Linked DNA regions of Capra hircus: regions 2 and 3 are each linked to region 1. Evidence: chromatin contacts called from public Hi-C data. All regions are on one chromosome and are shown on one strand. The core of a region is the stretch at or near the end of the contact, and the rest is flanking DNA. Distances in the headings are between cores, read along the strand shown. Region 1 holds the start of MAML3 (mastermind-like protein 3). Region 2 has its middle 95 kb from the start of SCOC. Region 3 overlaps MAML3 (mastermind-like protein 3).

What was found. Hi-C and Micro-C count contacts between places; a contact is called where the count stands out from the background.
Region 2: a contact with region 1 is called in a Hi-C map of blood, with 2.3 times the contacts expected there. The contact joins the enhancer-like site here to the promoter of MAML3 in region 1. A contact is called at or near these places in 2 of 5 Hi-C or Micro-C datasets (blood and liver).
Region 3: a Hi-C map of blood shows a contact between it and region 1, with 2.2 times the contacts expected there. The contact joins the enhancer-like site here to the promoter of MAML3 in region 1. A contact is called at or near these places in 2 of 5 Hi-C or Micro-C datasets (both in blood).

Annotation. Positions count from the first base shown.
Region 1 is chr17:53,429,880-53,433,440 of ARS1.2, forward strand. MAML3 (mastermind-like protein 3) reads right to left here and starts at 1,564. Exons shown (of 5, transcript XM_018061556.1): 1 at 243-1,564. The coding sequence starts at 713.
Region 2 is chr17:53,534,114-53,537,674 of ARS1.2, forward strand. No RefSeq gene overlaps it. Among named protein-coding and RNA genes, the nearest start is that of SCOC, 95 kb to the right of the region's middle. Within about 2 kb of position 1,523, at least 1 of the 5 cell types and tissues checked has an H3K27ac peak or open chromatin away from gene starts, as enhancers often do.
Region 3 is chr17:53,345,688-53,349,248 of ARS1.2, forward strand. The region is part of intron 1 of MAML3 (mastermind-like protein 3); the gene reads right to left. Among named protein-coding and RNA genes, the nearest start is that of TRNAC-GCA, 64 kb to the left of the region's middle. Within about 2 kb of position 2,029, at least 2 of the 5 cell types and tissues checked have an H3K27ac peak or open chromatin away from gene starts, as enhancers often do.

The sequences.
Region 1 (3,561 bases), core at 314-2,813:
GCCCCTTGCAGTCGTGACTGGCTTCCCCTCCTCTCGCCCCGTCTTCCCCAAATCTGACAACCCTGACAGATTAACAGGTAGCGGCGACGGCAGCTTTAGCTCAAAAAAGTTGACGTTAACCCTTCGGCTTCAGCCCACCTCGCCCGCCGTGCAAATCAGATCCCCGCGCCCCCTTGTTAAGAAGCTCCACGCGCCCCCCCTCTCATGCGCGCGCCCCGTGCCCGCTGCCAGCGCGCCCTCACCATGATCAGCGTGTGGTTCCTCTGCTCCGCCGAGGCAGCCTCCGCATCTTGCTGGGGTTTGCTCTGGTGCTGTTGCTTGCCGGCGCCGGCGCCAGATTTCTTGGCCCTCTGCTCCAAGGTCCGCTGGTAGAGGTTCACGGTGTCCCGGCGCTCCAGCTCCAGCTGCTCCACCTGAGCCTGCTGGTACCTGTTCTCGCAGTTGACGTGGTGCCGCCGGCAGCCCTCGATGCGCTGGCGGAGCCGCTCCACCACCGTGCTGTGCTTGGGGACGGCCGCCGGTCCGCCGCCCGGGCCCCCGGAGCCGCCGGTGCCGCAGCCGGCAGCCGGGTGATTGCTACACGGAGCAGCGGGAGTACTATTGGGAGTATTATTCACACCGATCCCGGCCCCGCCGAGGCTGCTGTTCAGGCTACTGTTGATGCAAATACTACTGCCATTCGCGGCAGCAGCGGGGGCTGCGAAATCCCCCATCCTGCTCCCCGGGCACACTATTTTGGAAGAACTTTTTTTATCCACCCCCTATCAGCCTCCTCCTTGGGTCCAAGGATTAAAATAGTTTAAGTGGAACGCGGGGGAGACGCAAGCACATGGATGGAAACAGCGATCCCGACCGGGCGAAAAAAAAAAAGAGGGGGGAGAGATTTTGGGGTGGTTTTTTTGTTTCCTTTTTTTAAACTGTAAAGCTCGAGGGGAAAAAAGGGGGGTGTTATCAGAATACCATCAGACACCTATCAACAAAAAGAATCACAACAAACTGAGCCAGCAGCAAATCGGGTTGCAACTCAAGGGAAGATCCGCTCTGCGCCTGCCTTCTTTTCATAATCCATTATTTTCTAATAAATTCCAAGAGATTTCCGGTGGTTGGCAAGCATTTTCTCCCTACGTACCGAAAAACACAACCCATGTACACACACAAGCATATGCCTCAGTGCGGACACGCGCGACACACACTCACTCCACGCCGCATCGGAAAACGGCAAGCTTGCTTATTGCATTTTCCTTCCACAAAAAAGTTTTGGTGTTTATGCCGCCCCGTGTTCTCAAAGTACTTTGGCTGCTCAGCTGCATTTCACAGGAACCTAGATATCGAATCCTCGGGCTGGGGGAAGTAAACACATGGACAGTCCGAGGCGACTGCAAAAGTAGATCGGTGAAGTCCTTTGCAAAACGCCGCGCGGAGAGCAGCCCCTAACGCTCGGCTGGGCTGCCGCTGCCGCCGCTGCTCCTGCCACCATCACAATGATCAACTGCTCGCCGCCGCCGCCGCCGCCGCCTCCTCCTCCTCCTCTCGCTCCTCCACCTCCTCCTCCTCCTCCATGCCAGCGGAGTGATATCAGGACGCGCGAGCTCAGTAAACACGGCAGCGGCGGCGGCTGGAGGCCGTGAGACAAGCCCGGGGACACGGCGCAAAACCCGGCCCGGACTCTCACCCGGCAGGAGCGGGCGCGGCGCGCACCGGCGCCCGGCACCCAGCTCCCGCCTCCCTCTGCTCTTCCTCCCCGCCCCTCGCACGCCCCCAGCCTCCCTGCCACCCGGCCTGGGAAGTCGGCGCTGGCAGAAAAGAGAAAAAGATTCTGGGGGATCTCGGGAATTAATCAACTTTTGACCTGTGTGTGTGTGTGTGTGTGTCTGTGTGTGTGCGCGCGCGTGCTCGCGCCTGGGTGTATGTGTGCGTGTGTGCACGCGCGGACGGCCGCGTGGACGCGCCTGGCTGGATTTCCTTATTCCGAGCGAGGTTATCAAGCGATCCCAAGTTGTTGATATACATTTATGCATAAATTGCAGAACTGTGCATGACCAGGCAGAAACATTAAAGCTTGGCAGCAGTTGTCTGTCATCCATATCCATGTGGAAAGAAAAAGGCAAATAAGTGCCTTGTTTTTAAAACCCAGGTAATAAGTCCTCGGTAGTAGTAACCCTACTTATGGACACTTTTTCAAACTCTAGGCCAATCTTAACACACAAAAGCGGAATTCTGAAGAAAAAGAAATAGGCAACAAAAAACTTGAAATGTTATTTGATTCGATGTATGTGATTGTTGTTATTAGGGCAATTATTGTTTCACTTACCCTTGGAAAAAAAATGAAATAAAGCAAGCAGGGACTTAGAGGTGAGACTAACAGTACATTTTAACAGACTGTTTTGAACACTAGGTGCTAATGACAGCAGTAATTAAGGGTCCTTCCTAAATCAAGTGGAAAGAGTGCAGATTTCATGGACTAAAACTATAGGAAAAACACAGCATTTCACAGTTTGTCATAAACAAAACAAAAACAAGCAAAAATAACAGGCACACTTTATTGCTAGATATATTTCTTTCTGTTTAAATGAACTTACAATAAAGTACAATTAAAGTGGAATAGCACCCACAGAAAGTAACCCGGTCTTAACCCGTTGCATGTATACATAATTTTGAAACAATTTGAAATTGAGGAACAGTTTCTATGATCATCAGTAGGACAAAATCTTGATTGCGAGCTGTTTGTAATAAGGCATTTTGTATTATCTCAATAAATCTTACAGAATTAGTTTTTTGGGTAAAAATACACCCCAGTTTTCTAAAATAGCCAGGAATAAAAGAACTTTGGATCTCATACATTAGTCATGAGATCTGATTTAAACCATCTTCATTTCTTGGCATTGCAGATTAGCATAGGATGCTATTTCTAACCTCATAATGTCAGCAATAAGAACCGATACTTTTCAATTAATCAGATCTATATGGTGAACTTTATCTTTCCCATCCTTTGGATTATAAGGTAAAATGGGCAGCAAAATACTGATTAGCATGTTGTGAGGTTACCTCTAAGTAGTGAAACCAATGTAAAGGAGTAGCTTTCACTGAAGTTGCCATACTTTTTCAGAGGGCTAGTTATTTAACTAACTACCCCTCCTTCACATCTGTTAGGAAATTAAACTTAAGTTCTGTAGCAAAAAAGTCAGTCCTAATTCTAAAAACATAGAGAAAATTGTAAGAAATTATAAGAAAATGACATCACGAAGTGGCCTTTGTCTATTTTACATGTGCAGTAAATAATATCTCTATTAATTCAGGAAACATATGGCTTCATTGCGGAGAGGAAGCTATGACTCCGCATTCATTCACTCTGTGCTCCTACCCCACCCATACAAGACTACAATTTGATTAACAGAGGCAGTGAGTTTGAGAGGCATTGAGGCTTCTGTCTGGAGACTTGGATTCTAATTCTAGCTTTTTTTCCTATGCCTTGGAATTTAACTTTTCATTGAGAGTTTGTCATTCTGGACCAAAAAAAAAATCCCAACAATAGCAGCAAGATGCATTCCCATCAAGTTGTTC
Region 2 (3,561 bases), core at 273-2,772, 100 kb after region 1:
ACACCATGGCTTAGACGCAGCTTGAAAGCAAGGCCCACCCCCAGAGAAACTTCTAGATGGAGTATTGCTCTAAAATGAGCCTTTGGTGGCCTCAAAGACTGAATAAGCCTATCTAAGTGTCCGAGTTATACCTGTGAGGCTCTGGGGAGAATGTGCCCTCACTGTATTTCTGCTCTCTTCCTGGAGGGCAAATAAAGCTTGCTGACTCAGGAGGGAGACAAGACGCTCAACGGTAGTAGTTCTGGGGGTTCAACTTTGGTGGCTGTCTGCAGAAACTCCAGTGATCTGCAAGATAATCTGACCTAATTTCAACTGTAAACTTAAAAATCGACTGAACAGATAGCACATACCTGGCTGTTTAGAAACATTATCTCCTTTAATCTTCAGAGGAACCCTTAGGTAAGAATCATGACCACCATTTCATAAACCTGCAAACTGAAGCTCAGGGAGGTTAAATGACACACCCAATGTCCCAGCTAGGAGACGTGGGCTCAGAATTTTCCAGTCTGATTGTGTCTGACCCCAGAGCCCATGTTATACACTCTCTGAGACCTTTCCAACTGAGAAGAGAACATATACCCAGGAAAGAGGGAGGAGAGGACAGGGTCCCCACACTGCCACGGCCCAGCATCAGGGGCAGGAAGACAGATAGAGGCAGAGGGCCGAAGAGGGACAAACTAATGGCATTTGCTGTTGGGAGTGACCAGTCTAAGGATGTTCTTCGGCTCATCTCTTGGCCCCCTTCTCCTCAGCCTAGGAGACAGAGACGCCAGATGGGTCTCAGGGGGCAGCAAACTGCCCATCTTCCTCCAGCTCCAAGGAGAGTCGGGTTGTTAATAATAAGTTACTCTAGGCTGGCCTCCTGCTAAGTTAAGCATCACTTTTAAAAAATCCTCACATCATTATTGTAAGGTAAGCATTACTGCCGCTTTTAATAGTTGGGGAGAAGGAAGATTGGGGAGTTTAGGGACATCCCCAAGATTAAAAGACCCCAGGTGTCAAAGCTCACATTTCAACCCAGGCATCTGACTTTAGGCCCATCAAGCATGTAACACCATGTTCTATTAGACAGAGGTTGAGGGTCGTGGACGACCGCGTGGCCCTTTCAGGGCGGGGTGACAGTGGCAGCCCGCGACCAGGGAGGGGCAGGGTCGCCAGTCCTCCTGAGGGACGCATGCGGATGGCTCCAGCCGGGCTCAGGCAGCCACATGGGAGCCTGCTCCTCCGGGACCCACCCGACCCTGTTGCTTGGGGGCCGGGCCCGCAGCGGTCCTGGCCTTGGCCTTGCCCGAGTCGGAAGGCAGCCTCATTCTCGGCTGGACAGCAACTGAGGTGCTCTGGATGGGTGAGCTAGAGAGGGAGGTATCCAGGCTTAGGCGTGCGCCAAGGACCGGGGCGTGGGGCTCTGAACCCAGATCACACCCCCGATCCCTGTCCCCCGGCGATCCCCACCCCGCACCACCCGCCTCCCACCGCCAGTGGTCTGTCTGCCCGTCTGGCCGGAGCCTCCGCCGGGTGCGGCCGGACGGTGGTGGGTGACTGGGGGAAGGGAGGGGACGCCCTGCTCCTCGGCCGCCGACCCCGGAGGCTTTGTGTATTCGGAACCGGATTCCCCACCTCCCTCCCCCGCCTCCCATTCCCGCTTTCTTTTCCCTTAACCCAAGTCCCAGTAGAGTATTCAGCAATTAGCACGTGAGGAGGGGGTGGAAGGCGGCGGCGGCGGGCGGGCGTGGGGGCGGTGAGATTCCCCCGCACCCACCGCCCCCCACCGCCCCCCACCGCCCCCGCCGGGATGGGTCCCGAGCTCCCGCCTGCGCTGCCTTCGTGCGCCACCTACCGGCTGCTCGCGGCAGCTTCGAGCCCGCCAGCGCGGTTCCTAGGCAGATCTTAATCTCCGTGGACAATAGACAATGGGATTTAAAAAAAAAAAATACAATGATTTATTTTGGGGGGTGGGGATAAGAGGAAAGGGGGGAGGGAGGAAGCAGCAGTGTGTTTGTCATCGCTTTAGAAAAAAAAAGTCTGTTCTATCATTGTTTCTGCATATCCATTATATTGAGGACAAAAGAATCCCCTTCTGGAACAACAAAGCCAAGGGAAATGTTTTCTGTGGCTGACATTTAATTGTGTGCGCAAGGTGCTACATTATCACGGAAAGAGATTGTAAGGAAGCTAGGGCACAGCTTAGTTGTAAGCCTGATCAGGTTCAGAAGCCTGGTTTTCTGCGTTAAGATGTGGGCTTTCTTACCTGAACCCAGTTTGATATGGCCTCATGTACTGGTGTTATGCAGGACACACAATTCTGTGTTTCTGTATAGTTGCCTAACCCAGCACAAGGATTCCTTGTGGATTGTTTTCTCACTGCCTTCAAGGGCCTTTTCTTTTACAGCCAACAGGGATAATCATGCTTCATTTCACAACCTCCCTACACTCACTTTACCAGAACGACACTAATTTTAAGGAGCTATTAGGAGCCTTGGAGAACACTTAGACCAACCTCCTCAGTTGTACACAGGAAGCGGGTAGAATGCCTTGCCCAAAGTCATGAAAGTGATTAGAGATGCATTTGGGACCAGAAAGCTTGTATCCTGAGCCCTGGTTTCTAGTATGATCTGCTGTTTAATGTCCTGATGCCCAGCACCCCCTGACTCTCACCCTGTCCTTTCTGGCTGAACAACCCCTCAGGCAGTGAGTTGTGTGCACAAAGACCAGTGGTAACTAGGCCTGATCAGGGTGGGCTGAAGTGTAAACTTCCTTGATTGGCGGCAGCCCTTTTATTCCCTTTTCACCCCTTTCCCTCTGTAGAATGAAGGAGGGGTTGAGGGGTGCAATATGGACATTATCTTCATTCCTTAATTTTGTTATTTTTGCTGTGATAAGTTAATATGTAAAACCTATGCAATTATCCACAATTCGCTAGAAGATGTTTTTTCTGAGAGGCAAGGCTTAAGCAGCCCTCCATTCCACCGCCACTGCTAACCCAGATGCTGGGAACACAGAAGGCATGTCTTCCATCTTTAGAAATTGTTCTCAGTGGTCTCTTGACAAAGATGGTTTACCCTTGGGAACTTGACTAAGATTTCCTTCTTAGGTTCATGAAAAATCCCTGGGGAGATGCCGATAGCTGATCATATTGTAACAGAGACATTTTTCTTCTGCCATCTTGCAAAACAGGCTACAACAGACGGCACTTCCCTTTGAACTCTTAACTGTGACACGCTGAGACAGGATCGTCGCGTCTCAGGTGAGAAGCTCAGCAAACATCTTTGCACATCCAAAATAAGTCAACCCATCGTAGAAGTCTGTTTATTTGAAAGGTTGTTCGATCTGTTTAAAGCAAATAGACTAATCTCACAATCTGTAGACAAATAGGCAACAAGCTGAAGAGGTTTCAAAACAAAAGCCCAGAGCATTCTCTAACTCTCTTTTAACCGTGTTCTAAAAGCATAGAGAAGCAAAAACACGCTGGGATTGCAAGCAGTTCTTAAACCTTTCTGCTGAGTTGTGGCACTTGAAGCACTTTGGTTTATACTGAGACTGTGTGACATGTTAACAGGGAGT
Region 3 (3,561 bases), core at 779-3,278, 84 kb before region 1:
AATGGCTTATATAATTATTTTTATGGCTGAATAATATTCCATTGCATGCATGCACCACATCCTCTTCATCCGTTCAACTGCTGATGGACATTTAAGTTGCTCCCATGTCTTGGCTATTGTGATTGTGTTGCTAGTTGTTTGTCTTTTCTTTAATACCAAACTAAAGACAAGCCAGGCACTTAAGTTCTGTGACATCTGTCCAGTTCACCGCTGCATTTCTGAAACTCACTTCAAAACTTGGCACTAAGCAAAGGCTTTGGAAGCATTTGCTGAATGAGCTGCACACATTTATGTTAATAAAACAAATGCCTGTGAAAGGAGCCCTCTAAATGATTCAACTTAAGTCAGTACTTCAACTTTGAGCCTACAGAGCATCTTGTTTTAATCCACTATAATCTGGTTTTTCCATTATGAAAACGTTTCTCCCTTTTGAAAGGGAGCTTACTTTTTCAGTTCACTGATGAAGATAATCAGAATAAAGTAGAACACAGTGTGGACAGGAGAAAAAGGCAAGCCTCAAAAGTAAAGACAGCACCCCCAAAACAAGCAAACAAACTGCACAGCAGCTCTTCAGTTCAGGACACCCAAGAATCAAACGGAAATGGACCTTTGCCTAGCAAAGCCAAGGGCTTCCCTGTGGCTCAGTTGGTAAAAGAATCTGCCTGTAATACAGGAGACCTGGGTTCAGTCCCTGGGGTAGGAAAGATCCCCTGGAGAAGGGAATGGCAACCCACTCCAGTATTCTTGACTGGAGAATTCAATGGACAGAGTAGCCCGGTGGGCTACTGTCCCTGGAGTCAGAGAGTCAGATATGACTGAGCAAGTTACACTAGCAAAGCCTAAAGCAGAATCTTGAAAAACAAATCCTTGGAATAAAAAGGGTACCTCTGCGATGATGAACCATCTTTAAAGCCTCAACACAGAGGGAGCAAAGGCCTTCCACTGAGCCCCTTGGTGGCTGAGGGGGCAGGGGCCACCTCCCAAAGGCAACTTCAGGCTTTGGCTCATTATTATCTGCATTTCAACTTGACTCAGACTTGTTGGTCCACACAGATGATTTCTTCCCCTGCATCTGGTCAACATAGTCACCATTTAAAAATCACTGGGAAGTAAAAAAGCCCCTTCCCTCTCCCTGGGGGAAAGTCCTTCATGCCAATAACCTCACAGCAGGGTCTGGCAGCCCTGCCTCCTGGCCAGCCCAGAGTCCCGGAGAGAACTGCCAAACTTCCCAGAACAGACTACAGCGTGCCACAGAAATCGGAGGGTGGCATCCTTCTGCCCCCAGCTCCAGCTTCCGGGATCGCCTGCCTAAGTCTCCTTTCCTGCACCCTCCTTTGTCTCTCAGTTCCTGGGGATCCGCACCAGGCCTTGCCACTGTTGGGCAAGACAAATACAACCGACAGCCTCTCAACAGCTGTCTGCAAGAGCTGCCGCAGAAGACACACGTGCGCACAGCCACACGCACACACTCCCCTCCCTCCCTTCGAAACGCCATCCACACAGGCTGCAGGCTGCTCTGAAGCCGCTCCATTCAGCTTACCCTGCCACCCTTTTCCTGGACGTACATTCCTGAGCCTCCAGGAAACCAGGTGGGAACCAACACTTGTTGGGCTTTCTAAGTTTACAGCTTTTACACGGAGGTGAGACCACCCCCACCCCAACATTCCCATCACCCCTGTAAACTTTAAATATTAACAACAGAGTGATATGAATGCCCACTTTTTGAACACTGAGAAATTCAAAGCGGCAGAGAATAAATATCAATACACACACTAACTCAGGACTTCATAAAAAAAAAATTGCTTCATTTCTTAGGCCCACAGCTTCACAGTAATCATTAAAAAAAAAAAAAGGAAATGGATGAGCAGACATACTCTTTCAGATCCAATGACAGAAATTTTTACATTTATAGTTTTATAAGGATGGGGATTTAAAAAAAAAAAAAGAGCAGCATCTGCCTTATGGTCTCCATGACCAGCTGGACAGATGGTCAAGAATATCATTAGTTAAGAAAGCTCTCATTCATTATCTAAAAGTCCCTTGGGTAGGCTGGAGTGGGGGGCAAGAATGTCCCAGAACGTGATATCTGAAGAATGTGTGTGTGTCTGAGATATGAGGCCAGCGCTAGAGACGTGGGGGAGGAAGGGGAGGAACACACGGCCCGTTGTGATCCGAACAGCAACCACGAACACCTCAGTGGCAGTTGGTTACCCAGACGCTTCCGGCTTCCATTCCACCGGCTCCCCCGACAGTATTAACAGTGAAGAAAACCATTTAGAGGTCCCCATAGCTGCCAACAATCCCTCCTTCTCCAGACGTAAGTACCTCTCCATCGGAAAAACACGGAGAGAATCAGAGGAAGGCAAGCTGGCTGAAACTGTCCCTCCTTTGCCGTCTCTTCTGGCTTCATTCGGGAGATGTCAGAAGAAAAAGAGGGTCTGATGTGTTCATCTCAACCACAGGGATTCCAGGGTAAAACATCTCTAAATTTAAGTCAGCACTCCACCTGGGAAACAGATAGTGTGTGTGTGTGTGTGTGTGTGTGTGTGTGTGTGTGTGTGTGTGTGTGTGTGTGTGTGTGTGCGCGCGCGCGTGTGTCACTGGGGCAAGGGGAGGCAGAAGATGACAAGAAATCAACAGATCTGTGACTGTCTGGCTTTCTGTACCGATTTTTTTTTTTTCTGTACCGATTTTTATCTACCATTTCAGCTTTATCTTTTATGAACTTCCGTCTACTCTGGTACTGACAGGATAGAGGAGTTCCTTGGCCCTTTGGCTCTGTCTTCCCCCCAGGCACTAACACCTACTGGGGATGAGGTGCTCTGCTAGGAATACACCAGGAACACAGGATCAGGGGGATCCTTTGGGGTGGCAGATTTGGGGTGCCATTTGGGCAGAGTGGACATCAATCAATATTCATAGCTTCTGAAGCTGAAAAAACTAGTCTTCAAAATCCCTCATACATTTCTTTCTGCCAACAAGTCACCCTGGTACTTTGATTGGACAGATCTAGGGTATCAGTGAGAAAAACTTGAAGGGTCCCAGCCAAACAGAAAGCCAGGTTCAAAGCAGGAAGCAAAGAAGTCAGAAAAAGCATGGGCAGAGGGTCACTATTCATCTCCAGCTGGCCCCTGCTTCTCTCCCTTTTCCTGCTGTCTGCCAGCTTTCCTTGGCTCTTAGAAAGCACCTAGGGCAGAATCCTCAGCCGCCACTGCAATGACCTGTAAGGGGAAGAAAACTGGTAGCAAAGACAATAACCGTAATTGTTTCCCATGGTGAATGCTTACTGTAGACTCGGCATCTGTTCAGTGCTTGAGATCTATCACCACATAGATGCTCATAATATCATAACATTTAATGCTCGTATTCTCTGAGGTTGCTATCACTGCCAATACACAGATGAGAAAACTGAGGCTTGACGAGGTTAAATGACTTGCTTAAGGTTACGTGACTAGCAGGGGACAGTGGCAGGAACCAGATCCAGGTAGGTTATGCCTTCTAGTGTCAGGGCTCCTAACCACTTCATTATAAGGTCTTTCCTACACTGTCAGCCAAGACATG